4 separate regions of the Sus scrofa genome follow, and regions 2, 3 and 4 are each linked to region 1. Evidence: chromatin contacts called from public Hi-C and HiChIP or PLAC-seq data. All regions are on one chromosome and are shown on one strand. The core of a region is the stretch at or near the end of the contact, and the rest is flanking DNA. Distances in the headings are between cores, read along the strand shown.

The links. Hi-C and Micro-C count contacts between places; a contact is called where the count stands out from the background. HiChIP or PLAC-seq counts read pairs in DNA pulled down with a chosen protein or histone mark.
Region 2: a contact with region 1 is called in an H3K27ac HiChIP or PLAC-seq map of skeletal muscle. The contact joins two enhancer-like sites. A contact is called at or near these places in 1 of 47 Hi-C or Micro-C datasets (skeletal muscle) and 2 of 2 datasets of contacts at active chromatin or transcription factors (alveolar macrophages and skeletal muscle).
Region 3: an H3K27ac HiChIP or PLAC-seq map of skeletal muscle shows a contact between it and region 1. The contact joins the promoter of MKLN1 here to the enhancer-like site in region 1. A contact is called at or near these places in 2 of 5 promoter capture datasets (both in liver), 5 of 47 Hi-C or Micro-C datasets (brain, embryonic fibroblasts, fibroblasts and 2 more) and 2 of 2 datasets of contacts at active chromatin or transcription factors (alveolar macrophages and skeletal muscle).
Region 4: a Hi-C map of embryonic fibroblasts shows a contact between it and region 1, with 4 times the contacts expected there. The contact joins two enhancer-like sites. A contact is called at or near these places in 2 of 47 Hi-C or Micro-C datasets (embryonic fibroblasts and fetal skeletal muscle) and 1 of 2 datasets of contacts at active chromatin or transcription factors (skeletal muscle).

What each region holds. Positions count from the first base shown.
Region 1 is chr18:18,027,941-18,035,050 of Sscrofa11.1, forward strand. LOC110257572 (a long non-coding RNA gene) reads left to right here. Exons shown (of 3, transcript XR_002340372.1): 2 at 1-2,893; 3 at 3,511-7,110. Among named protein-coding and RNA genes, the nearest start is that of MIR29B-1, 8.1 kb to the right of the region's middle. Within about 2 kb of position 1,876, at least 37 of the 83 cell types and tissues checked have an H3K27ac peak or open chromatin away from gene starts, as enhancers often do. A contact at or near this core is called in brain, embryonic fibroblasts, liver and 1 more, where this site is marked.
Region 2 is chr18:17,871,061-17,878,371 of Sscrofa11.1, forward strand. All of the region lies in intron 9 of LOC106506781 (a long non-coding RNA gene), which reads left to right. Among named protein-coding and RNA genes, the nearest start is that of MKLN1, 42 kb to the left of the region's middle. Within about 2 kb of position 1,816, at least 20 of the 83 cell types and tissues checked have an H3K27ac peak or open chromatin away from gene starts, as enhancers often do. A contact at or near this core is called in skeletal muscle, where this site is marked.
Region 3 is chr18:17,826,423-17,833,776 of Sscrofa11.1, forward strand. MKLN1 (muskelin) reads right to left here and starts at 6,097. Exons shown (of 19, transcript XM_021078931.1): 1 at 5,962-6,097. LOC106506781 (a long non-coding RNA gene) reads left to right here. Exons shown (of 12, transcript XR_002340361.1): 8 at 7,352-7,354.
Region 4 is chr18:17,771,871-17,778,360 of Sscrofa11.1, forward strand. All of the region lies in intron 2 of MKLN1 (muskelin), which reads right to left. LOC106506781 (a long non-coding RNA gene) reads left to right here. Exons shown (of 12, transcript XR_002340361.1): 7 at 2,785-2,896. Among named protein-coding and RNA genes, the nearest start is that of MKLN1, 57 kb to the right of the region's middle. Within about 2 kb of position 4,646, at least 6 of the 83 cell types and tissues checked have an H3K27ac peak or open chromatin away from gene starts, as enhancers often do. A contact at or near this core is called in embryonic fibroblasts, where this site is marked.

The DNA of each region.
Region 1 (7,110 bases), core at 626-3,125:
AGAGTCCAAAGCATTTTTCTCACAATTAAACGTACGGGCCGTGGTTGTTTTATTTGAACACACCAAAATTATCCATTTACGGATACCCTTAAGAATGGAATGCAAAGGAGTTTAAGATAATGTCTTAAGATTCTTTTTGACCTTGTAAATTACAAGCGCTTAAGGAATGAGCTTAAGGATTAAAATGATCTGGAGAGTTATTCTTGGAAATTAATAAATGAAGTTTAGGTCTTTTTTTTTTTAACACGTTTTCTTTATCATTCCTAAATACTCTGATGGATGTTGTTTTTTGAAAATGATCCTGCTTTTAATTCATCACAGAGAAGATAGAAATATAGTGTTGCTTTTGAAAGGAGGGTTTTTTGGGTGGTTTTTTTTCCCCTAAGTCTGGCTTGTTTACTACACCAATGAATAGAGATGACCTCAGTCTGAAAAAACAAGCTAACCATACTCTCTCTCCTTGCCTGGCAAAAAAGGCCTTTATCAAGTAGCAAAAGACAGCAAGTCAGACCACCAAGTCATCATTTTAGCTGATTAGATTTTCCAAAAGACAGAACAGTAAGCTCTCCACGTTTTCACTGCTGAGCAGTGGCTCTTGGGAAATACTCCCAACTCAGTTTCTGTAAAACCTTAAAAAGTCTGGTGACAGTTACTCAGACAGCTGCCCGAATGCAGATGCTACAGATGTGGTTGCCCATGCCCTCGCCCCTGTGAGATTTCAGAATGGGAGAAAATAGCATCACGTCTCTTGCTTTTTGAGTACGAAATTTTTTAATTAAAAAAGAAAAAAAAAAGCCGAATTCTTTGTTCCTTTACACGCCCAGTTAATTCTCTGCAGCAGAAGTGTCCCTGGGGGCCCAAACCCAGTCATCTTCTCGGGCAAATGGCCTTGAGCGCCGCGTGTCTGCGTGCTCTCACTGTCCTGGGGTGGTTTTCAGCAAGTCCCTGGACCTCAACTACTTAGTTCCCAAAGATGCTGTGAGCCTGTGACTTGGAAGTTGGGTTTTTCTCTGTTATGTTGTTTGTTTACTTTCCATGAGCCACACAGAAATCTGGTTGGACAGTCGAAGGGTTCCCACTTTCTCTCCGGGGAAGAATTCAAGCGGATTCTACCAGAGACCAGAACCATATCCTGTCTCCTACAACCTTTGTGGTTTCAGATCAATAGGAGGCCAAATCGAAATGCATTGGAAGTTCAATTGACTTTAGAATCCACTCCAGTCCAAAGAATCTCTAGATTCACTGCATTTGGGCGTGTGGTTTGGGGAAAGAGGATTTTTTTTTTTTTTTTTTTTTAAAGGAGGGTAGCTTTATTCTTTATTTTTTGACCTATGTGGGAAGGGAGAACTGACCTGATTTGGGGGAGAGGTTACAAAAAAGTCAATCCCGGTGAAAGACTGGTGAGCATTCTGCCCCCACCTGAGGACGGCCTGCGCCTGTGAAAAAGCCGGGGAAGGGACCGACATGACAGCGTTGACGCATCCTGGCGTCAGAAGGCCTTAGGGAAGCTCTCAGGCCCTGATGAGTTAAAAAGGCAGAGGCAGCCAGTCAGCGAGTGCCCGCCTGGGCACGGATTTGTTTATCCTGCCCTTCTGAAGTCAGAGCCAACATTCTTCATGGCTTTGAATGATCCGGAATGTTTCTCTCTTGGCAGGGCCGGCTTTGCACACACGGGCGTGTGTACGACTCAGGCCCCCGAGATGTGGGCCAAAGCAGAGCCAGCCTCAGCCGAGGTGTCGCATCTCAGAATCGTCTTGTTTTAGAGCAAAAGGGAAACTGTCACACACAGCTGCTTGTGTCAGAGATGGAGAGACCGAACCTGGGTGGTGGTGGCCAGAGGTCACGGAACTGGAGGAGGGCCAGCGGGAGCCAGGCCGCCCGCCTCTGACCGCACGGCTCCTGTCCAAGCCCGGGAAGAGGCTCCAGGGCGCCCTTGGCCTCCCAGCGGGAGAGGCCGCTGCCCTTTGAGGAATGCTTAGAAAATGACTTGGGTCAGAAAGGAGAGCCTCATTTTTACAAAATGAAACAAATCAGTCATTTATTCGTCATAGGCAGCTTTCCCCAAACTTCCTTTGTCAGTGCGGCCAATTTATTAGCTCCTGGGCTCCCAGAAATAAGAAAAACACTGTCTCTATCTGTGCGCCAAAATGGGAGACTCGACCTACTCCCCCCCACTTTTCTTTTCTCCTTTTGTAGATGAGAACTAACTATTTCACGCTAGTTCTTAATAAAACAAACGCCGACTCCTTCCCGCAGGAGACAGAATTGAGCAATGTTCTGAGAACACGCTGTGCTCCTTGGGGCACTGAGTCAATGTGCTGTTTTAGAAGATGCTCCAGAAGCTTGGAAGTGCCTCTTGGGAGCGAAGCAAAAGGGGTGGAGCCGGGAGCAGTGACTCACCCTTCCTGCCTGGCGGCGGCAGGGAGCCTCCAGGAGCCTGGAGGAGAGGACTCAGGCCCCAGGAGTTCCCGCTGGGCCCACGCGCCTCCGTGTCCTCTGGCCCCACCACCTCTGCACCCATGAGAGCCGCGGAGGAAGCTCTCTCCTCCTGGCCCTCTGCCCGCCGCTTCCAGGAGCCCTGGGAGGACGATGTATCTGTATAAGGACAACCTCCTGAGCCGAGAGACGGTCACTTACCTGAGGAGGAAGAGCCAGTCAGAGCTCAAGGGCTGCAGGGGCCTTCCGGGAGGCGCTGGGGCTGCATCTATGGCTTTGTTGTTACCAGCGAGAAGCGAGTCCCTCAGTCCCAGTAACAGTAAATGCCAGCTGCCTCCCAGTCCAGGGAGACGGTGCCGCCGGGAAGACCAGCCCGTGACCAGCTTCTAGCATGACTTGAAGAAAAAAATCACCATGTTTCGTGCACCTCATCACCGGTGTTGCCTTCGTCTTTCAGGTGAACCAGCGCGGGGAAGGAGAAGTGCTTGGCGTGTCCCCCGCCCCGGCCTTTCCCGGGGATGGCGCTCCTGGGCCCCGAGCCCTCCCCGAGCTGCACAGAATGTTCCCCTAGAAAGGCCTGGGCCTTGGTTTAACTTCCTCGCATTCTTGAAAATTCTGGCTGTCTTGCATTTGTACGTACTTTAAAAATTGTCATCTAGCTAGTGTCTCAAATTTTAAGGCGTGAGTAAAATTCTTTTAGCAGAAAATTACACGCTTAGGGTATAGAAACGGAACTGAAAGCTGTGTACTCAAGGTTTTTGTATTCAAAGCGGACGCGAAGGCCCCTCCCCACCTTGTCAGGGGATCTCTCTCAGGCCCCTTTCCTGTTCGAAGCCCACTCCACTCCCCCCACCAGCCCCACGCCCTAAATGACCGCGGTCCCCTCCCCTGCGTGCGCACTGTGACACCTCCCCACCCCTCCGCTTCATTCCACAGTTGGACGGCCAGGTCACAAGGGCATCCACATCGTCTCCCTAGGGGGTGTTCTGGGGTGTCCAGCCCAGGGCTGGGTGCCTGCCAGGCCGTCAGTGAACGCCTGCCCACGGACTGTAACAGGTCTGTCTTTATCCACAGTGCTGGCTCTAACCGCGTGGCTGTTGGTTAACCCCTCCACGAGAGATGGACTGTCCCCCGGACGTGGCCCAAGTTGGTTCCATACACGCTGTTTTCCTTCGGAGCCCTTGTCACATCCTGTCGTCATCGGTTTGCTTACACTGGACTCACCTGCCTTGTTTGCTCTCGTGGCCTCTGAGCCTCATTCACCTCCTGGTACCTCATAATCTCGGTGAACCTGTGACTTGTGAACAGGTGCACGTGGCTGGAGTACCTCATCCCAGCTTCTGATCCTCTCTGTCTTTTCCTGGACTCGGACACCCTGGCTGATTTGCTATCCTTTCCTCCAGAGAAGCCCCCAGATCCACAGCTTCTACGCACTGATGCCCAATACTTGTCTTTCCTACCAATTTCCACATGCTGACTGTCACATCTATGGAAATGTTATCCAATGATTCTTCAGTGTTCCCCGTTCCCAGGAACAGGGGATGGGGAGTGGGGGGTACCATTTCTTGAAGAGCTAGGTACCTGTGCCTTATTTGAGATACTTACAGGTTCACGACTCTGAGAATCAACACTATTATTTCCACTTTACCAATAAAGAAACAAAAGCTCAAAAAAGGATCGAATAGCTTGTCCAAGCTGCGTAAGGAAAATCTGAATCCTGGTCTTTCCGATCTCAAAGCTTACACGGCTCGTCAGTCTGCCCCCAGTTTAAGCAGGCTGTTAAATCGGAGGTTGCTTAATAGCCCTTGACGTGAAAAAGGCAGCACACAGGTACTAACTCAGATAAGCTACTTCTTGGGAGGAAAGGGGGAGATCAGGCAAAGATATTATCGGTAGACCGATTCCAAGCAAGGATTGACAGAGGTCAGCCTCTAAAACCGTAAAGCTTCAAGAGGAAGACCATTAGCCCCTAAGAAGCCCGCCTTTGGGGCCCTCTGTGTCAGGGGGCTGACGGCGGGGGGTGGACGTCAACCCCTGACCCCTCTGGAGAAGGTGGCAGGAACCCCGTGAGTGAAGCCCGCTCACTGGCTGTCGCTCCCCCTTTTGGCGATGCTGGGAGCAGCCCGCAGCCCTGTGCTCAGGTGAGAGCAGCTGTAGAAGGTGCAGGTCTCCAGCGCTCATGGGAGGGGAGAGGCACGGCGCCGGCCGTTCGCGGGCGCTGTCAGGCTCACGCCCTCAGAGCTGAGAAGTCTCATTGCCGCCTCGGACGGTGCTCCTGACCCAGCCTGCCTGTGCTCCGTCTCCCCACCTGTAGGCGATGCCCGTGCATCGGAGTCTTTGCAGGCTGAGACCCAGGCCACAGGACCCTTCCCGGCCCCTTAAAGGAGAATCATGCTGCAGCGTGAGGTTTTGTCACCTGCTTGGACCAGAGGCTTAAATGAACTGTTCCACATACTTTTCCAAATACTGGAAAGCTCCCAGAAAACAATAGGCTGGCGCTCCCTGCAGTCTGAAGCACGGTTACTGTCACAAAGGGACAGAGCTCTTCCGTGACTTGGGTCCTTTCCTCGTGTGTATGATGGGACAACTCTGGAAGCATGCTCTCTTTTTATAACAGTGTTTTAAAATATTCCAGAATCGGGTGCGACTTAATAGCTTTGCATTGGCTTGAATTTTGTGTTCACCCTGACAGATCTTCCTTCCCATTTGTACTTTTCTGCTTGACTTTTTTAGATTTATTTTTCTGGTGTTAGACAGTATGGAATATACCTATTGCTTGTCTCAGCCATTTCTCTTACTGGCCAAGATCCTGTTGAATGCCCACCCCACTCTCGAGAACCTCCCTGATGTATCATGTCCCTGTTTTGACGGCATCTTGAAGCACCTGAGCATGGGCACTCCCCTGGTCCCTTGGCCTAAAGAGCACACGCTAAGTTTCCTTCTGTGGTCGGTCCTGATGCGTCCGCTGATGAGCAAGCCTGCTCTCTGGCCTCGCTGTGGTTAAGTACCTCATCCAGGGCGTTGTAATCATTAACTTAGACACTTCAATCAGTGGTCACTTGACAGGACAGACTTTCCTGCATCGCACTGCTGAGTCACACAGCCTCTCACTGGCTGAACCGTGAGCGTCGGAGAGTCAGGCCTCCCCAAGGAACCTTCCTTGGATCTGCTCCGAAGCCCTCCCAGGAGCCAGGCAGGTCCCCCTGCATGGAAGACTAATTTTTAGGGATGGGGACCTGTGCGACCTGGGCTTCCACTCCTGTGATGTGCTCAAAGGTGAATGCCAGCTTCAGTGTTAGACCACGTAGGCGGAGGATGTCCTGTGGCTCCAGGTCTAAAGTGCCCTCCACCCGAGGTCGGATTTACAGGCTCATGCTGCCCTCTGCTGGCCATCTGGAGTCTGTGCTGCTGCAGAAGAAGGCAAAATCAATTCTGAAAATTGAAACCTCCTATCTTCTGTGCAGGCTGCTTTCATGCTTTTCCTCCATGATTGGAGGTACAAGATCAATACCATGTTTTATTTCAGAAGACATCTTGCTGATCAAACCTTGATGGTCTGCAAAACGCACAGCCTGGGCGGCAGGCAGGGGGCGTGGGGGTGGGGGGGAACAGTTTCCTTAGCAGCAGCCACACCGGCTTGAGGAGGTGTGTGGTGCTCACTGTACAGGAAAGAGAGGTGCTCCTTCATCCTCCTTAAAAAAAATTCATCTCTTTATCACAGTGGTAGAGTAGCAAGAGAAAACAACTGATTTTGCTTCCTCTGCTGCTCTGGATTAGTTCCTAAGGGTTCATACTGTCATTTAAATTCCAGGTGCTCATCTTCTGAAGAAACGCCCCCTTAGGATTTCTGTGCCTGGAAAATACCCATCAACAGACTGCTTTGATATCTTGTGTAAGTAGAGGCTTGTGCTCATAAATCAGTCTCAAGGGAGCTTTGGTTTATTTTCTTGGATGATTCACCAGTACATTTTCTAAATGATCATCAGTGTTTGATCTCTATTTCTTTCCTCCTAAATACTCAACTTTCAATCGATTCTCAGAAGAAGTCCCTAACATGAACTCCTGCTTAAAACCAGGGTTATGGATCTCATTTTCAGGTCTTAAAATAAGAACAGACAGAAAATGTTACAGCTGCTTACTTCCATTAACTCAGCTGGAAACGCCGTTTGTGGATCCGAGGGCACCTTTTCAGGGTTCGGGGCACGTCAGGCTCCTCTGGGGTTAGCGACTGTGGGACGCTCACCTGTAGCGCAGACGTGAACACAGGAGCCGGGAGCCCTTCTGTTTGGGAGGCCGAAGCAGGTCTCTTAGCCACGCTCTGCTTCTGACGTGGTGAAGAAAAGCGAAGTCATTGTTTTATCGTCGTAACCATCACCGAGTGAATGGGAACCCGTGCTGTTTCTAGCTTTTCCTTATCTAGCTGAACTCTCACAACAAGCTTATGTGGTATAGACCCTGATTTCACAGATGAGGCAACTGAGAATGGCGGGGGCTGCTGGACTAAGAGGACGTGAGCTTCCTTAGATTAGTGGGAAAACAAGTCTTTAAAGAAGATGTGACTTGCTTAAGGTCACCCTGCAGGTCAGAGTGTGGCTGAGGGTCCAGGGCCAAAGCTGGTCGTAATTGTTTGCTCACGTGCTTATTGATGAAACCCTGAAACTCGGAGCCGATTGA
Region 2 (7,311 bases), core at 566-3,065, 160 kb before region 1:
TTCGTTTGTGTTTTCCCAGAACCTAGTACAGATCCATATGTCTTCAGTTCAGCTGGTGAATATTTGACTTTACTTTCTTTTTTGCTTTCAATGAAAATACAATAGCCACAACAAGAAAAATAGAAAATTTAACTGTTTAGATGAAATATCAGTGTTTTCTCTAAGTGAAAAAATATATAATTATTAAAAAGTATTATACAGTGAGAAACCCTAGGTTCTTGTCTCTGCTTGGCCACTTTTAAATCTAATTCTAATCTCAATTATACAAGCACAGAATCGAAAGAGTCCAGCAGTTGTACAAGGCTTGTTGCAAAACTCGGCAGTCCGCCAGCTTTCGCTCCACCCCAGCCCCTGCTCTCCCGAGTTCAGCTCTGAGACTACTTGTTTTGTTATTTACCTCCAAATCTCTAAATAGCATATTGCATTTTTTCCAGTTTTTAATTTTTTAGTCTTTGGGATACCTTTGACTTCTTATGCTGGAAGCAGAGGATTTATCTTTCTTATGCACCTTCTTTCTATGTGTAGAACCCTCCTCTCTTCTCATTATAATTATAATTAAATTTTGAGTAATAATCAATGTTTATGTTATTCTATGAAAACATTATTCATAGCTAAAGCAAATAATCCATGGTTACTTTTTCCTTCCAAAACAGCTTTTTGTTTTCCCTAGTCTCTCTTTAGAGAAGACTTTGTTTGCTTAGATTTTATGTATTTGTCACTTATTCCTCCCTAAACTCATCCCAAGATGTCTAAATATAGTTAGGATATGTGGCCTTGACCGGATTGTTTAGCTCTTCTGCCAAAATATTTTGTCATTTATGGTATGAAAGGTTCAGATGACATGAAAACTAATGCTGCTTATATCTCTAAAACTTTATGGTTGCATGAAACAGACATCTGGATATTTTGTGCTGATCACATCTCAGTGGACAGCAGTCCCAGCCAGCATACAGCCTTCCTCTCTGACTTGGTGGCCTTTTCTCAGGTTAGCTGGAGTGTCTCTGCTGCCTCCCAGAGCGGCTGTGGGACTCAGGGTCTGGCTGGAGGTAGAGTCCCACTTGTGTGTGACTGAAGCTATTTGGCAAGAGCTGTGTCAGGTATGCATAATGAAGTGGCAATACCCTCAGTCCAGCCAGGAGATCAGAGATGAGTAAAATTTACTTGACAGGTAGAAGCACTGTTAAGTTTTACAGGGAATAGTGGAGAAATAGAGTGAACAAATAAAGCTGCCAAGGGTGAAATAAAGACTAAATGGTTTACAAGATAGGAGCAAACATTAATTAAAAGTTTTTTGTCTTTTTAGGGCCACACCCACAGCACATGGAGTTTCCCAGGCTAGGGGTCTGATCGAAGCTGTAGCCACAAGTCTGCGTCAGAGCCACAGCAATGCCAGATCCGAGCTGCATCTGCAACCTACACCACTGCTCACGGCAATCTCAGATCCTTAACCCACTGAGCAAGGCCAGGGATCGAACCTGAAACGTCATGGTTCCTAGTCAGATTCGTTAACCACTGAGCCATGACAGGAACACCTAATTAAAACTTTTTTGAAACGAAAGTAAAACAGAAAGAACTCTTGGCAGTAGCTTCTCAGAGATTGTTATAGGAAATAATGTTGAGACATAAGCATGCAGGATCTAAAGACTGCTAGCTTTGTAGATGCTTTGTTTACCTGAGTTGTAGACATGTGAGTAGTGTCTGAGATGTTATTTCAGGAGATGTTGTCATTACTCTATGTATGTGTAGAAGAAAAGCTAGAGGACAGAAGGAGTGTGCTATTTTTATGAGCGTTTGCTACGGAAGCTGTCATTCTAAACGGCCAGCACTAGGAGGCCACAGACTCGAAGATTCTGAAGGACTCATGTTCTTGCACCTTTCCTGTTGGAGTTGAAAAAGAAACCTAAGGTAAAAAACCCAGTTGAAATGCTGGAAAAAACTTCTTAACATTTAGGATCAGATAAACTAGATTTAAAATTAGTCATCCTTATTTTCATAATGCAGTAATAAATGAGTCAAAATATGCAATGCACTTCTTTAGTGCTTGTGACATTTATTTGTAAATAAAATAAGCAAAGTATGTATACTTTACATATACATTTTAAAAAATTTGTGTGTCTGGTTATAAGTTCTTGAACCTCTGGATCTAGGCCCTGACTACCTTAGGCTTGGATGATTTTAGTGGCTTCCTAATTGGTCATTTCCTCCAGTCCAGTCTATTTATTGAAAACTATAGTTTTACATCAGAAATAATTTTGGTCCTGTGTGTCCTTTGACTAGAAAACTTTGGTAGTGTCAAATAGTATTTCAAATCCAAGCCTATTTTGTCATTTTTTCATTCAACAGATATATATGAGTGTCTTTATACAGCAGGACAGACACTCAGGGCTTCTGTCCTCACAGGCTTTTATATTGCTGTGCATTTTCTCAGTATTCTGCACGGAGACTCTCTTAGAGCTAAAAAAACACACCCACTCACCCCTGAAGTTTTACCCTTGTACCTTTAAACATAATCAACCTCTCCATCATTTTATAATCCCTTTCTTTCAGAACTGTCTCTAGTTATTTAAATTCTCATCTCCCTCTATGACTCTGTGATCCCCCAGCCTTTGTGGTACTTCATTCCCACTATATTAGTTTCATTTCTTTGTAGTTTTCTATATTAAAATTAAAAAGTTAAAATATGTGTATGCTATTGATTGAGAATAAGGTTGTGTTTCTTAGTATTTCCTATTAGTGCTAAATATAATGTTCTAAAAAAGGAAAATATTTTCTTAATGATGGTAGCACATCCTATTGGCTGCTTTCCTCTGCAACCTTTCATCACTCTTCTTTTCTAACAGAACCTCAACTTTTTTCCTCAAGAAACCACTCTTGTCTGCATGTCCTTGTATTTTAGGAAAGGTGGGCTGGGGTCCCAGCTACCAGCTGTCATGAAGGTTCCATTCTTGCCAGTTGATTGGTTTGAATATGAGCATGTGATCCAGTTCAGGTCTCTGAAATGGAAGAAAAGCCTATGGGCTTTCAGAAAGGTTCTCCTCCCTGGAAAAAAAAGTTTGCGACGGACATTCTGTCCCCTGTGGGTTGAGCTGGAAGGGAGCTGGTCCAAGCACCAGTCCCTACGCTAAGGATGGAGGAACAGAAAACAGGTTGAACTTGTGCCCTGGCTGGCATGATTGAGCCATCCTTTTTTGGGGGATTTCTTGTTGTATGAAAATAGTGAAGCTTGGGGTTTTTCTTTTATTTGCAGACAAAAGCGTGTAGCTCATTCCTCCCCCTTTGATCTCAGCTTCAATTCTTCCGTCTCTCCCAGCTCCCTGTACATCCCTGACAGAGACTTGCCATCCCATGTTGTGATGGGTCATTTACTTGTCGGTGCCACCACTAACCACAAGCTCTGTGAGAGCAGAACTTTCTCTTGTTTACAGTTGTGTCCTTAGGAACTAGCCTGGTGCTGGTTGCTGATAAGTTTTTAGTACCTGTGTTTATTCACATTATCCTGAAAGTAGACACAAGGTTCCTGGGACAGGGACAGGTTGTTACTGAGCTCAGTCACCTAAGCCAAGAGACTCTGAGTTTGTAACTCTGGAATGTCTCCACAACCCCGGTTTCTTCATCCTTCTGAAATGTAAACACCTACCTCAGGGGAGATTAGTCTTTTACTATCTATGCAGTCATTTTTTTAAGTTTGAAGGCTGGTCGTTAAACCCAGGTCCCAGTAAATTTCCCAGAAAGCTTTGACTGTGCAGAAGTAAAAAATATTCACTTCCTGACAGTGATAGAATAGGTGCTCAATGAACTGTTAAATGGTGAACAAATTAAAGGAATAAATTAACCCAGGGATTTCAACTGGGGCAGGGATTGGGGGTTTTAATGATGGAATGGGGGGAAAGTATAGCAGATGCATCTGGGGGAATTTTTTTCTCAATTGTATGATTCTCACTGCCAGATTCTAACCTGCTCCTGTTACTGTCACATTCCTTAGGCATTTAGGGTTTGGGGGCCAAAAAGGACGTGAGAACCTGAAAATAGTCGACCCCTGCCCTGTTTGAATCCCCTCTGCATAGCCTTTCCTCTTAAAGTTTGTAATGGAACCATTTGTCTTGACATCTGATCCAAAGCTACTGTGTTGGTGTTTACATTCGTTTCAAATGATTCTTCTATTTTGTGTTTTTTTACATGAATTTGGTGGGATTTCTTAAAGGGTGTTTCTTTTTTTCAGAGAGGGTTTGAAGTAACTCTCCAGCAAAAATACATAAAATGAAAAAGCATGTAGGCAGAAAATCAGAACTAGGAAAAGGGTTAGAAACATGTTGATTGATTTAAAATCAGATTTGGTTCTTTTTTTAGGTATAATTGATATATATTATATTAATTTCAAGTATGCAGCATAATGATTTGATATTTGTATATATTGGGAAGAATTACCACAGTAAATCTATTTAACATCTGTTACCATACATATTTACAGATTTTTTTTTCTTGTGACAGAGTCTTTTAAGATTTATTCTCTTAGCAACTTAAAAAATTTTTTTTAAATTAAAGTGTAGTTGATTTACAGTGTAGTACCAATTTATGCTGTATGGAAAAGTGGTCCAGTCATATATGTGTGTATACACACACACACACACACACATATGTGTATGTATATATATATATGTATATATATATGCATGTATGTGTATATATGTGTGTATACACACACGCACATACATTCTTTTTCTTATATTATCTTTCATCATGGGCTATCCCAAGAGATTGAATATAGTTTCCTGTGCTGAACAGTAGGACCTTATGGCTTATCCATTATAAATATAGTAGTTTGCATCTATTAACTAACCCCACATTTCCAGTGCATTCCATTTCCTCTCTCCTCCGCCTTGGCAACTTCAAGTCTGATCTCTGTATCTGTGAGTCTGTTTCTGTTTTGTAGATAGGTTCATTTGTGCTATAGTTTAGATTCTACATATAAGTGATATCATATGGTATTTGGCTTTCTCTTTCTTAGTGACTTCACTTAGTATGAGAATCTCTAGTTGCATTCATGTTGCTGCAAATGGCATTATTTTGTTCTTTTTTTATGGCTGAGCAGTATTCCATTGTATATATGTACCACATCTTCTTAATCCATTCATCTGTCCATGGACATTTAGGTTGTTTCTATGTCCTGGCTATTGTGAATAGTGTTGCAGTGAACATAGGTACATGTATCTTTTTGAATTATAGTTTGTCCATGTATCTTTTTGAATGAAAGTTTTGTCCAGATAGATGCCTAGGAGTGGGATTGTTGGATCATATGGTAGTTCTATATTTAGTTTTCTGAGGTAACTCCCTACTGTTTTCCATAGTGGTTGTACCAGTTTTCATTCCCACCAACAATGTAGGAGGGTTCCCTTTTCTCCACACCCTCTCCAGCATTTGTTATTTGTAGCCTTATTAGTGGTGATGATTCTGACCAGTGTGAGGTGGAATCTCACTGGAGTTTTGATTTGCATTTCTCTAATAACTAGCATTGTTTAGCATCTTTCCATGTGCTACTGGCCATCCACATGTCTTCTTTGGAGAAATGTCTCTTTAGGTCTAATGCGCACTTTTTGATTGTTTGTTTGTTTTTTTGTTGTTTCATTGTATGAGTTGTTCACATATTATGGAGATTAGGCCCTTGTTGGTTACATCTTTTGCACCTATTTTTTCCCGTTCTGTAGGTTGTCTTTTTTTTTTTTTTTTTTTTAAGTTTCCTTTGCTGTGCAAAAGTGTATAAGTTTGATTAGTTAGGTCTTGTTTGTTTATTTTTGTTTTTATTTCTATTGCCTTAGGCGACTGACCTAAGAAAACATTTGTACGGTTTATGTCAGAGAAGGTTTTGCCTATGCTGTCTTCTAGGAATTTTATAGCGTCATGTCTTAGCACCTTTCAAATATGCAACACAGTTTGAATAACTATAGTTGTCATGCTGTACATTACATCTGCGGGGCTTATTTACTTTATAACTGGGAGTTTGTGCCTTTTGCCCTCCCTCAGCCATTTTGTCCACCCTCCCCACCCCTCACCCCTGACAACCATCAGTGTCATCTCTGTATCTATGAGCTTGGTTTTTGTTTTCATTTTTTAAGATTCCTCGTGTAAGTGAGATCATGTGGTGTTTGTTTTTCTCTGTCTGACTTACCTTCACTTGGCATCATGCCGTCAAGGTCCATCCTTGTTGTTGGAGATGGCAAAATTTCATTTTCTTTCATGGCTGGGAATGCTGTTATCTTGTGTATATATACCACATTTTCTTTATCATTTATTCATCAGTGGACACTTAGGTTGTTTCCACATCTTGGCTGTTATAAATAACACTGCAGTGAACACAGGGATATGTTTATCTTTCTGGGTTAGTGTTTCTGTTTTCTTCGAATAAATACTCAGTGGCTCTGGTTTTTATTGTTACTTGCTAGAAAATGGCAAACATCAGTTAAGTTCATGGTTCTTAACCTTTTCATTTAAGTCACAGACCTCTTTGATGAAATCTGTGTATTCTCTTGAGAGGAATTGAACATACACAGTCTCAATTTTACTATAATTTCGGGTCCGTCTTTCCTCAGGGAACCTTTTGTTATCAGAGAAGAGGAACTATATCCATTTCTTGAAAAGAAAGAAAATGTTCTTAGTATTAAATTCTAAAAAACATTGTTTCTGTAATAAAATATTTCAAACATGGAAAAATAAATAGAAAATGAAAATAAATTATCAAATATTATCAGTTCCTAATATTTACTTGAGTTTTTTAAAAGATAAAACACCACAGGCAATATAGAAACTTCCTGTTTAGCATTTTTGGCCCCATTCTCCTTTCTTCCTCATTAGTTGAAACCACTACCACTATCTTGAATTTAGTGTTTAAAATTTCCACACGTGGTTTATACTCTTACTGTCTGTGTGTACAACTGTAGCAGTATATACCTAGGTAATATATGTGCACACACGTATACATGTCTAACACTATTTTATATAATTTCAAACTTTATATGAGTGTTTTATTGTCCGTAGGCTTTTGCAGCTTTTTTCACCTGACTTTTTTTCTTTACTGTGGTAAAAAAAAAAAATTACATAAGGTCTTCCTTCTTAACAACTTTTTAAGTGTTCGGTTCATTATCGTTGACTTTGAGTACAGCGTTGTTATACAGCAGAGGTCTAGAACTTTTTCCTCTTGCATGACTGAAACTCTATACCCACTGAACAGCAGCTCCCATTTCCCCCTCGCCCAGGTCGCTGGCAAACACTGTTCTACTTTCTGCTTCTCTGAGTTTGACTCCTTTAGCTGCTTTATTA
Region 3 (7,354 bases), core at 4,847-7,346, 200 kb before region 1:
GAGAGAAACAAGTTTTAATGATCTTCCTGGACGTGTTGGCACCATTTAACGTGAGCTGACCCTCCTTAACATATTTCTCTCTTGATTTCTTTGGCTGCCTAGTTTCCTGGTTTTATTTTTCTTGTTTCTCATTCTTATTCTCCATTGCCAGCTCCTTCTTTTCTATCCAATCTCTAAATGATCAGAGCTTAGATCATGGGCCTGCTTTTCTTCTGATTATAAACCTACCCTCCTTAGGCAATCTTCTTGCAAATTTATAAATCCCGTTCTAGCAATTCTTCTGAGCTTCCAAGTCATATCATACATCCATAGTAGACATCTCCACCTAGACAGAACTTTTCATCTTTCCCTATAATTCTGATCCTGTCCTATGATTCTCCATCTTAGTAATTGATACCTCTACTCAAGCACTGGATCTTGGAAGAAATCTCAAGTCAATCATGATACTATCTCCATCTGCATAACTCACTATTTCCATTCAATTGTTGAGTTCTTTAAACTAACTCTTTGTTGTTGTTGTTGTTGTTGTTGTCTTTTTAGTTTTTCTAGGGCCACGCCTATGGCACATGGAAGTTCCCAGGCTAGGGGTCTAATTGGAACTGTAGTCGCTGGCCTGCACCAGAGCCACAGCAACGAGGGATCCGAGCCGAATCTTCGACCTACACCACGGTTCACGGCAATGCCGGATCTGTAACCCACTGAGCAAGGCCAGGGATGGAACCTGAATCTTTGCAGACACTATGTCGGGATCTTAACCCGCTGAGCCACCAGGGGAACTCCTGAATCCTAGTATCTTTTAAAAGGCATAATTTTGTCAATTTTTTCCCCTAAATAATAAGTAATCCTCAAATGTTAACCCCATTAGAGGGAAGCTAACATGAAAAGTTCAACATAGAGGTTATGAATTGATTTGCAGAAGTCCTGACTCCCTGAAAATAGCTTGGCAAGACTGCCTTCTATCTATACCTATACTATTTCACTTAATTTTCCTAACAGCCCTGTGAGGCATATATTATTATTAACTACAAAGTAAAGCTCAGAGAATGTGAATTCCAGGGTCACACAGCTAATAACTCTTCCACTCTGGAATCTTGAAAGCCTAGTAATCCATCATCACTGGCCATTCCGCCACCACACCAGGCTCTGATTCTTTTTTTTTTTTTTTTTTTTTTTTTTGTCTTTTGTCTTTTTGTTGTTGTTGTTGTTGTTGTTGCTATTTCTTGGGCCGCTCCTGCGGCATATGGAGGTTCCCAGGCTAGGGGTCGAATCGGAGCTGTAGCCACCGGCCTACGCCAGAGCCACAGCAACGCGGGATCCGAGCCGCGTCTGCAACCTACACCACAGCTCACGGCAACGCCGGATCGTTAACCCACTGAGCAAGGGCAGGGACCGAACCCGCAACCTCATGGTTCCTAGTCGGATTCGTTAACCACTGCGCCACGACGGGAACTCCAAGGCTCTGATTCTTGATGCCTTTAATTTCTGATAATCAATCGCTCCTCTCTTTTGCCTTCTACAAACATCCAATGAATATTTTTAAGTGTGAACCATATGCCAGGAATCCTCATGGGGTTTACATTTTACAGGGGTTCTCAATTATAAGCAATAAAACAAACAGTAATAAAGTTTTACCACTATAAAAAAATATTTAGAATGGGTGGGAAGGGACAAGGAAGGATACTTTTGGCAAGAACAAATCTAATGTGTTTGAGGAGTAGAAAAAAGACCATTGTAATTGGAGTTGAGGGAGAGTGGTGGAGACAAGATTAAAGAGGTGTTCTCCGATGCCAATAAGGCTTTGTAGGCCAGCAAAGGAGTCTGGACTCTATTCCAAGAACAATCAGAAGCTATCGTCTAAGACAGAAGCCATATGATCTGATTTATGTTTTATGATTTATGTCACTCTAGCTGTGCTGTGGAGAAAGGAAGAAAAAATGGAAACAGGAAAACCAATTAGAAGCTATTATAGGAGCCCAAAAGACGATGTTTGTATTAGGATGATGGCACTGGAGAGAGAAAGAGACAGATTTTGGAAGTGTTTTGGAGGTTAAACTTATCCTAAATTCTCCATGGAGTGGACATGAGAACTGAGGAAAAGAGAAGAATGGTGAAGCCATTCAAGTTGAAGGTTAAAAGAATCCATAATTTTGTATTACTTCCTTCTTTCCTTATACATCTTTAACCTTACAGATCATTATTTTCTCTTCCCAATACTTTCAAAATTAAAAAAATTGTATCGAAGTATAGTTGATTTAGAATATTGTGTAAATTCCTGCTGTATAGCAAAGTGATTCTTACTCTTTTTCGTATTCTTTTCCATTATGGTTGCTCACAGGATTTTTTTTTTTTTTTGTCATTTCTTGGGCCGCTCTTGCGGCATATGGATGTTCCCAGGCTAGGGGTCAAATCAGAGCTGTAGCCACTGGCCTATGCCAGAGCCACAGCAATGCCAGAGCCACAGCAACTCCAGATCCGAGACACGTCTGTGACCTACGCCACAGCTCACGGCAATGCCGGATCATTAACCCACTGAGCAAGGGCAGGGATCAAACCCGCAACCTCATGGTTCCTGGTCAGATTCGTTAACCACTGCACCATGACAGGAACTCCTCTCCCAGGATATTGAATATAGTTCCTTGTGCTATACAGTGGGACTTGTTTTTTATGGGTTTGATCCCTAGCCTTGCTCAGTGGGTTAAGGATCCGGCATTGCCGTGAGCTGTGGTGTAGGTCACAGATGCGGCTTGGATCTGGCGTTGCTGTGGCTGTGGTGTACGCCGGAGGCTACGGCTCCAGTTGGACCCCTAGTCTGGGAACCTCTATATGCTGTGGGTGTGGCCCTAAAAAGAGAAAAGACAGGAAAAAAAAATTCATCAGTGGTTCTCCCCTGGCCTTAGGAGAAGTTGAAACTTCTTAGGAAGACATAATTTTCATAATACAAGACCCTGCTGATCTTTCTGGGTTCTGCCGTGCATTCATACAAGACAGAATCTACTCCTTGTTGGGCACTGTCCTTTATCTTCAACTCTTTGGGTACACCTTTTTACCGCCAGGACTTAATACCTAGTACCTTCTTCGCCTGGACTGCCTTTCTCTTTAAATAATCCACTTGTCTGGATTATTTCTACTATGCTTCAAACCTCCTCTCTGAATTCATCTTCTATGGTTAGGGACCCTGTCTATGCCCAGTCAAGGTTAAGTGCACTTCCAATGAGTGCCCCAGTGGTTAACATCTCACCATCGTGTAATCACCTGTGCACTCATCTGTCTCCTTATTAAACTACAAGGTCCTTCAGAGCAGACTCTCTTAGTCAAATTTGTATTCCCAGTGTCTTGCACAATACCTGACACACATCAGGCACTCAAAGAGTTGGGTTTCAAAGTCAGATCTTTTCTCTCTGGCACAGACCTCACATTTCTTCATGCTACTTCTTAACATCTTGAACCTGAAAATTTCAAAAATCCGTGCTAGGTATATTTTTTGCCTATCACTAATTAAAATAAAGGCACATAGATTATTAACTCCATGAGGATTCAGTGGATCATTTATTTTCTGAAGAGCCCTTCTTCGTCATTCCACTATTTTGCTCATCAAAATAATGTGGGTTAACTAAATCTAAAATGATTGAAAGATCTTTCGGTACAGTTTTCCATTCTTTCTACCTCATCCTGTTACTTTCGCAACACCCCCAAACAAGCTGAGCGTAAGTTTTTTGGGAATCAGGTCCATTTTATTTGATTGTCTAGCAACTGACACTAAAACGTGATGTAGCAACAGCAAAACCATTTCCCATTGTCATTTCCTCTAAGATCTCTATGGATAGGTGTTAAAGTTTCAATGTCAAAATTTAACATTGCAAAATTCAGCTAAAATGGAAATGTTTATGTAGGGAGTTCAGTATAATCACAGAGTTTTGTATATGGAAGGAATATTAGAGATCTGTTAGCTCAGCACTTTTGTTAAGCTTCCATGAGGAAATGGACATGAGGAGACCTGTAATAGATCACCCAAGGTCACCCAGTCTATAAAATTCCCTGACTTTCAGTCAGCTGACCCTTCCTCAATGCCATATATACCCTTTTATTTTCCATCTAAACAAATTATCTACATCAGAACTTATCTAACTAGTTATATAGCGCTTATCTTTATGATAGTACCTTTGTGATATCCTTGTTATAAAAAGGAAGGAACTGGAAAAAAAAAAAAAAAAGCAAGGCTGTCTTAATCCAGGGACACGGGAGAAATGGTAAAAGAGACAATTAGTACAAAGAAATGGGCTCCTATTTGTCGTGTAGCCTTGTAATCACATTCTGTTCTCTGAGCGCCCCAATGCTAACCCAAGCTTATTTGTGCTTCTGGGGCCTGGATTCTATTCAATTCTATGCCATATTTAGTCTAAATGATTTCCCCAGCTTCAGTGTGTATTTTTTGAGCTTCATTTTAGAAATATCCTACTTAAATCTCCTTTCAACTTGAGTTTGTTTTAGTTCTAAGGCTCAGGAATGAAGATTCTGGGTAAGAGAAATAAAGATGATGAGTTTTTCTAGGCTTTACATTTCAAGAATGGCTTTCTCAAATAGCCACTGGCAGTCTGCTTTATTCCTCAAATGATGACGTTTTCCATGGGAATTAGAATTTAATTGGGATAATTTGTTTTCACAGAAAGCACAGATTTTCTTTCCAAGAGGATCGGTTTGATAATGTTTTACCAGCTAGTGCTATGAGACCAAATATAAACCGGTTCTGAGAAACAGGAAGTGAACCTGACTGGTCTAGTCTGTGTGTCCCTAGCAGTGACGCACATTCAGAAATCAAATTAGGAAAACAAGATATGTGGGTGTGAGGCAATCGATAATAATCCAGGATGCTACAACACAAGCGAGAACGCCTTTAACCAAATGCCATTCATTTTAATAACACCCTGAGAAGTTTGATTTCCACATAACATGCTAGTGATTAGAGAGCAGGATGAGCTTGAGTTCCCTAGCAACAGCATGTGCTTTTGAGACAGTCATTAGCCTTTCAGTTAATCCCGCCAACCCCTTACTGCTAATGTATGACTGACGAAGAAAAAAAAAAAAATGATGTTACAGAAAGTGCTTTGAAATTTCCAGGAGCAAAATGGAAAAGAATAATAATTTTTTAAAAAGTTGTCCTGAGAATTGCATTCAGGTAAAGAGGTAATGTTCCTCCAGCCTGCCTCTGTGGTCACTGTTCTCAGTTCCATGTTTCTGACTCCCCTCCCGGGAAAGGGCTAAAAGGCAGCAGAGGTGAAATTGTTCAGAGTTTAAGGCAGTCCCTTCATGGTCTGAAAGTGGGGGTCAATGGTGGGGCGGGCAGTTTGTGTAGGGTGGATGCCCAGAGAGGGCAGGGTGGGAGGGAACGCAAGGCAGAGTTTTCTTTCTCCTTTAAGTATAATCAATTACTCTGGTTGAAGAAGCTTGGGGAAGGAGAGTGGTAAAGAGAATGAAGCTATTTTTTCTATTGATTGTTTAATTGCACCAGAGGCTGTTTGTCCAAGGCCACTGGCCAAGACCATTATTTTCGTGGCTAAAGTGAGGTTGGGCAGGTTTCCATCCCCTTCCCTAGTTTTAAACAAGACAACCCATAAAGCTCAGCCAGGCTATAGGAATATGTGTATGTTGACTTTTGCTACTCAGCTGTACCCTAAAGCGCCAGGGCTGATGGGCTGGTGGTTCTCAAACCCTGAATCATTCATTGCCTCTAGCTCAGTCCTTGGTTCAGGATGCACAACTCCGTGAAGCCTGGGTCCACTGCAGGGTATTATTTGAATGGTAACTATTGCTGCTGGTCATCCTTATTACAGCCCGGGTTCCTTTCAGCTGGACACTGGGCTCCTTCAGTTTGGCTGGGGTGATTTCTAGTTCTCCCCGTTTCCCCACCTAACCCCCCCTTGCGCGCTCCCTTCCCAAGGCGACCACCTGCGCCACCCCACTTACCATCTGCCCCGCGGGGAGGGCCCCCCGGGGTAGCGGAGCCCTCCCTGCTCCCGGGCGGCTCAGGGGGAACTCGGTGTTTGCCTCCAGCCCTTCGCTACCGGAGAGATCAGGTTCCTCCCCTCCTCCCCCTCCTGCTCCGGCCGCCGCCGCCTCCTTCTTGCATGACACAGCAGAACCGCAGCTGCTGCAGCAAGTCCCAGCCATCCGCCCAGGAAGCGCCGCAACCGGGACTTGGGAGGGGCGGAGGGGGAACCAGGCAGGGGCCACCGTCGAAGGGGATTCTTGCCCCCACTTTGCACCATACACTCTTTTCCCAGCCCAGGGCCACAGGAACAAAATCAGGCTAAAGCCTATCAGGCCAAGCCCTTGAGGAATGCTGGGGTTCGGCGTCAGAAGGGATGGGACCTGAGAGAAGGGTGTGAAGGAGACCCCTGTAGAGGCAGGACATTGCGGGGAAAGAAGGGCAAGAAGAGGCCGAGAAGTCGAGGGCCAGACTGTGAAGGAGAATAAAGGAGGTCAAAGAGAGGTAAGGAGGTAGAGTTGCTGAGAAGGGAGACCTAACTGGGAAGGGGAGGAGGGGACCTGCTGGGGAAGGAGGACTGGGAGGCAGAATGTGGGGAGGCCTGAACTAAGTATCCAGGCAGTGCGGGTCTGAATTGGGAGGCAAAAACAGAAAAGGGGAAAGGGATGGAAGAATTAGGCATTCCATAGGGAGGGAAATATTGGGGGACACATTAAGGGATCAGAGGGAATGTAGTGGAGATCATGCATCATGGCTGATGAGGAAAACTGATGAGGTAGGAAGAGTCAGGGCAAAGCCCAAAGAGAGGATGCTCTTCCATCTCACTCTTCCGTTTCCTGTGAAGTTTCTTTTTATTCTGCCAATCCAACAGGGAATTGTCCTTATAAATGGAAAAGCATGAACTAAAACATAGAAAGAGCTGTTTGGCTTACATTTCCAGGATAAAATCCCAGGGTCCACACAAACTTTCAGGCAGAGATTTGGGATTGGGGGTTGTGATTCAATAACAGGAAGGCACTCAAAACGATGTTACAGTCTCCACACATAACTGGACTTGGTTGGGTCAAAGTGTTTGTTACATGCTTCAGTTAAATGCTAGAAATGACGACAAAGTTTTTGGTCAAAATATCATATAAAGGCATACACTTTTCTCTCTCTACACACACATATGTAAATCCATATGTAATTTCTAGTGTCTACTAGCATGGTCATTATGATTAGAGGAAAATGTGTTGTTCTGATTATTTGATTTCCCACCAAACCCATATACGCATGTTACAGCAGATCAGCTGCTTCTCACCATTTGAAAGAATGTGGTCAGAAAAGTAACACAAAAACTGCCACTATGGTTTTGTCTGTACCTTCCAGGTC
Region 4 (6,490 bases), core at 3,396-5,895, 250 kb before region 1:
CATGGCATATGGAAATCCAGGTCCAGGGACCAAATCTGAGTGCAGCTGCAATCTACACCACAGCTGTGGCAATTCCAAATCCTTAACCCACTGTGCTGTAACGGGATCTCTGAGGCTCAATATTTCTTTAAGAAAAAAAGAAAAGGCAAAGTGAAAGAGCTGTTGGTCCATCTGATTCTAACCTGAAATCACTGTCCACCTATTTTAACCATCTTCATGAGCATGTCTCCTCTACCCTCGGGCTCAACCTGACAATAGATTGTAGATGAGGTGCCAGATTTCCTATTTAGAGAATAGCACTAGGGTTATAGGCAATTCCTTACCTTTCTTTTCCTGAATAGAGACCCAAGAAATTGTAAAGGAAACATGATACTGCAAAAATGGCTTTGTTTTTATGAGGTAACATTGGAGGTTGCCATGTTGACAGCTGCAAAGACAATCACATGCTTATAGAGCAGAGAGCCCTACAAAGGAAGAAGTTAACTTTAGCTTTAAAAATCCTTTTATCCTCCATGATTTTGATGGCTTTAAATTTGTCACCTGAATGTGATATTAACATAATCGTCTGCATTTCAGCTAATGAATGCACCTGCTTCTAGGACTTTATTTTAGCAGTTTTAATGAGCTTTTCAAAAGAGTTTGCCTGGACTCACAGCACTGCTAGAGAAATAGCAGCTGTAAGCAACTAACAACACATTCAGTATTTGAATCAAGCTCTGTGAAGTTGTTAAACTTGAGAAGGAGCATCTATCCATCTGTCTGTGATAAGGGAAATGAAGTTGAGATGTAGCTGTGGCATTTGGAAAAGGCGCTAGAGTCAGTGGGGCTGGCCAGAGATGGTTATTCCTTCTTGGCTATAATGCACAGATCCCAAGCAATTTATTTAAGCTCTCTAAATCCCACTTTTTCTTCTATATAGTAATGGTACCCACCTTACAAGCTCATTGTGATGATCAAATGCCTCATTTGTTGTAGGCATTCCATCATGTTAATTTTTATTATAATATTGTGTTTATTATTAAGTAGATGTGACGTTAGGTGGATCAAGCACATTCTTTTGATTGGCTGTAGGTTTGTAAGATAGCTCTATGGTGAATAATTGCTCACTGAAACGTACGATAAGAAGAAAACAAAAACTGATCTCTTTTACTTAATAATCAGGGTGTCTATTTCAATGCCAAATCACTGTGCCATTTTTGAAAATCTAGAAATTTTAAGTTCCAAATCTCTAAATAATCCTGTAGGCCATTTAGAATTTCTAAATATTATGTAGATATTAGGATACTAGCATAGGTATTTACTTTTAATATATATTTTAATACTTTTTATTTTATTATCAAATTCATTTCATGCTTATTACACTCTGATTTCAACACTACATTTTCATCACGGTAATCTTCCTTTTTTCCCCCCATATGCTCCTGTGTACCTTAATTTGAAAAGTAAGTAGTAATAACCATCCAAAACTCAATTGAATGGAAAATGAAAAATAGGACAAATGTTGCTTTAAAGATGCACATAGCAGATAAATTACAGCTCAAGTGGAGGTAACACCATGGAATAAAGATGATACAAATTTTGATCTCTCTCTCTCACTCTCTCTCTTGCTCTTTCTCTGACTCTTTCTGAAAAACAGGTAGTACAAAGGTGAGAGAGCTGTTAAGAAAAAGGAAAATTTTCCTATTCCCATTTTATTTTATTTCAATAAAAGTGAGACAGTGACTCTGGCTGGGATGGATGTAATTTATTTTCCAGCTCCCTTTTCCCCATTATACCCTTCTGGCCAACAGTATTCCCTCAGTAATTGGAGCTAGGTCATCAGTGTTTCCTCTCTACATGCCATGATGCTGGAGAATCACTCAGGAATCTTCGCCAGCTTGTTCTAGGGTTTTCTCTGGAAAAGTATTGAGTTTTAGAAACCACCAACTTGAATCTGCTGGAGTAAGCAGATTTCTGGGAACTATTTGCATCCCTGCATTTCAAAAGATCCCCTTTATTCAGACTTGCATAAAGCATCTTTCCAAAGGACATTCAGTTCTTCTCTTAGACCGTAGCATTGTAATCTGAGAAAACAACCCCAAGGGAGCTCACTTCCAGCTGCCCTTTGACTGTGTTTTGCTGGGCTCACACTGATGAAGACCTGTTGTCTATGGCCTGGCTATTCAGAGTGGTCCTCAGAAGGGCACCACTGAAGGGCAGCACCAGCATCAGCTGGGAACCAGTTAGAACCACAGAGTCTAAGGCCACATCCCATACCTACTGAATCAGAATCTACAGCTTAGCAAGATTCCCAGGTGATTCAAATGCGCATTTAGGTTTAAGGAGCAGTGGTGGAAAAGATCTGTCTGGGATTGCGTTTTTCAGCAACAGAACACACACCATCTCCTGTTCCAAAGTGGTATCCTTTCACTTTCCACTTCCAGTTTCCAAACAGATTTCTCTGCAGTGCTCCTGGGTAAATTATCTCTATTTTGGATGAGTTCCCAACCACGGGTCTTGGAGTGATCTGCATTTCTCTGGTTCAGGTGGTCAAATGTGTATCTTAGCACAGCCTCCCACTAGCCAAACCATACCCATTCCCCTCCAAGTCATCTTGCCCTCCTTATTCCCATAGCTGTAGTGTTACCATGTTCATAAATTATTGTTAAAGAAGGAAATTACCAAAAGAAAAAAATTGTCTCTATAAACCTGCATAGTTTAGAGCTAAAGAATATGTTAAAATTTTCCATTGTGGAAATTTCCCAGCTACTGGGCTCTTTAGATTTTTTTTTTTTTTTTTTTCAGAGCTACAAGCAAGAATGGAAATTTCCAATTGCAGCATCAAGGGCTGCTGTTCTGCTGACTGTCTTGCTCAGCCGGGGTCATCTGCTTCTCTAAGACATCAAGGAATGCCAAGGTAGGTCTGAGAGAACACACACACTTCCTCTGCAGGAAGGAAGAAATGTCTTCACATTGCCTCCAAGCCGTGACGAGGAGAGGGGTAGGAGAGGTGACATGCCCTGCTCCATCCACCTAATTTTGTTGATTGTTAACCACCTTTCAGCAGCTCATCCTATTTGACATCTTTCCAATCGCAGCTGCCTGGCAGGTCTTTTTTTTTTAAGAGATCTCGAAGGTAGGTGGGAGCTACAAAGGGAAAGAACCAACGTTTGCTGAGATCTTCTAAGTACCCCACCAGGTACTTTATATATCACTTCACCTTCCGGTGACCTGCCCAAGGTTAACTTCTGATTTTCTCCACACCACATTTGAAAGCTTCATTTGGCCTTCCTGAGACAGCTTTACCTCCTCCCCATCCCCCCAAGCCTCCCAGAGACTGGTCATCTTCAAACATCCTGGAAGTTTTGTCCCCACCTCTTCAATAATGTCAACAGCTCGGTTCTTTTTCACCGTATCCAATTGAAATAGATTTCCCTTCACAGCTGGTCCTGATGTCTGAGTCAACAGGCATCTAATAGTTTCCTAAATTCTGTCATATTCCTCCCCATGTACTACTGCTGCTGCAACAGAAGTCTGAGGGTGGCAGCTCCTGGAAGGCCACGTATGAATGTGTCAACCTCTTGAGAAAAAGGCCGAGCACCCTGGCTGGCTCTCAGCCAGAGAATGTTCTCAAACCTAGGTTGTGTGGCTTTGTTTGAAATGTTGGGAGTTTTGCTTTTATTTATAATGTTTTGCCTCTTTTTTTTTTTTGAGTTTTGGGAGATTATAAATAGTATCTGAACAGACTCTAAGGAGCAAGGGCTACCTATGTTTTCTTCTTACTGGTAGCCCCGGGTACCAGGCAGAGCACAGTTAAGGAGGATTTCTGACATCGTCGTTGTTCTTTATACTTAATACTATGTATTACGGTGTTTGGTAATAATGAAGATATTCCAGCAATAACTTTTCAAAAATCATCACAGCTAGGGAGTTTTTAAAAGACTATTGATGCCATGTTTTCAATCACATCCATATCCACAGAGAGCAATGTTGCCTTTGAATACAGTGACCAATTTTAACCCCACTTGATATGTGGGGGGGAGTGGGAATGGTCAGCAAGAATATTGCAGGTCCGTAATCCCAAAGGCTAAGGTTTGGTTTAGCCCTTGGTTACTTCTGTGATAACAATCTTCCTTATCCCCTCAACCCATTATGACTGAGTCTGATTCCCTGGTGAAGTTCATCAAGATGATATTTTAATGGGGGACTGGGCCTCATAGGAAGCCTCTTTCTGACAGGCTTCTTTCTACTCCTCTGCATCTGTCATTAGCAAGAAGATATTGGTCCTCTTAGCTGAAGACAATGATGATTCATATCTGTAGGTGGGGCTGAAAAGACGTATGATGAATACTCCTTTCCACTTTAGACCACAGAGATGACTTTTTTAAAAAATTTATGGTTGGAATACATGCAGGTTTAGATGCTGATTGATTTCAATCGTAGCCCCTGTTCTCTCCCTCCTCTTTCCCTACCCTTGCAATGTGACTTTGCAGCTCCTCCCTTTAAGACTTAGAGTCTTTCACTACACCTTGAATCTAGGCTGGCCGTTTGACTGGCCTTAGCCACTGGAATGCAATGCAAGTTACAGTGTGTGAGTTCCAAGCCTAAACCTCAAGTGTGCACTTCCACTTTCTTTCTTGGAAACTGCCTTTGCTTAGTGAACAAGCTCTGGCTAGCCTGCTGGAGGACGAGAGATCCTATTGGGGGCGGAGAGGAGCTGTCTTAGCTGAAGCTATCCCAGACCAACCAGCCCAGAGCTAACACACCAGCTGACCACAAATGAATTAGCAAGCCCACCAAGATCAGCTGGACTCAGGTGAGATTATCAGAGCCATTCAGCCAATTTATAGTCTCATGAAAAATACTAAATGGTGGCTATTTTAAGCCACAAATGTATAGTTATGAAGCAATAAGTAACTAATACATATAACCAATCTTTTTTTTTCCTGATTGCCAGGAAGTTCAGAGTCAAATTTGAAGACCAGCCCACAGAATCTATATTCATTCATTTATTCATGTTTATTTTATGGCTAAAATATTTGCAATCGTCTCTCTCCTTGGTAGTAAATTTAAAAAATTTAACAACCTATTGTTTGCCATGTTGGTTCTAAATCCAAATCAATCCCTGTTTTAAATATTTAGGTGGATTTTACTTATCAAGATTAGAAGAGATGACTCTAGAGCAGGGTTGGCAAACATTTTCTGTAAAGAGCCAGCTAGTAAATATCTTAGACTTTGCAAGCCATACAATCTCTGTCATGACTACTCAACTCTGCCTCTGTAGTGCTGGAGCAGTTCTGGACTACATGTTAACAAATGGGAAGGGCAGTGTTCCAAAAAGCTTAATTATCCAAACAGGTGGTGGATAGGATTTGGCCCTTAGGCCACAGTTTGCTACCCCCGATCTAGAGCAATCTATGTGCCTGTGCAAAAACATCTTCACCTTGGAGTTTCCGTCATGGCTCAGTGGTTAACGAATCCAACTAGGACCCATGAGGTTGCAGGTTTGATCCCTGGCCTCGTCAGTGGGTTCAGGATCCAGAGTTGCTGTGATCTGTGGTGTAGGTCGCAGACACGGCTTGGGTCTGGCGTTGCTCTGGCTCTGGCGTAGGCTGGTGGCTACAGCTCCGACCCCTAGTCTGGGAACCTCCATATGCCACGAGTGCGGCCCTAGAAAAGACAAAAAGACCAAAAAAAAAATACAAATTCATCTATACCATGATCCCCTCAACTTTATTTTGTCTCAATTACTTTGAAAAAACGGACAAATTAAGTGACTTGACTCCTCTATCAGAAGACAAGAAGGGGCTGACTCTAAAGCAATGCTTTATAGACTAACAGCATTTGTACCAGGGCAAGTATTATACCAAACAATTTAACATTCCCGAGCCACTTAGTCCATAACTGGTTACTTAGTTAATGTTGAAGGCCAGAGTGACACATTCGATGTCTCATTTGTTTTGTTTCACTTCCCAGCCTCTAATATTCGTTTAACAAATGCACCCTGTATGTCACAACGAGGATGGGGCTCCAGTCGTACTTGCCTACTCGGAGCTCCCTGAATGTATTGTGCTATTTCACGCCTCTCTAGCTCTGCACACAATGTTCCTTCTGCCTGGAACACACTTAGCCCTCTTCTCTTACTGGCTAACGCCCACTCGCTGATCAAAACTCAGCTCAATGATACTGCCTCTTGGAAGACTTCCCTGAGTGCACCTCCACCTCCTCACCCTCAGCCTCCTGTCTGCACACTCAGTCTCAGCATTTATTCTACAAAATTAATAATTAAAATAGTTAATAATGCTTATGTGGTACCAGGTACTTACTATGTGCCAGACACTTAAATATAGTCATATAACTGAAATTATCAGTGTATTTGCCTATTTCCCCAATCCAATCATACATTCAAAAACATATTGAGTGTCTCACAACTCTTATGCTAGGCAAAAAGAGAGAAATAAAACACAAGCCTATACTATAGAATAGAAGCCCATTGAGGGCACACTGTGTC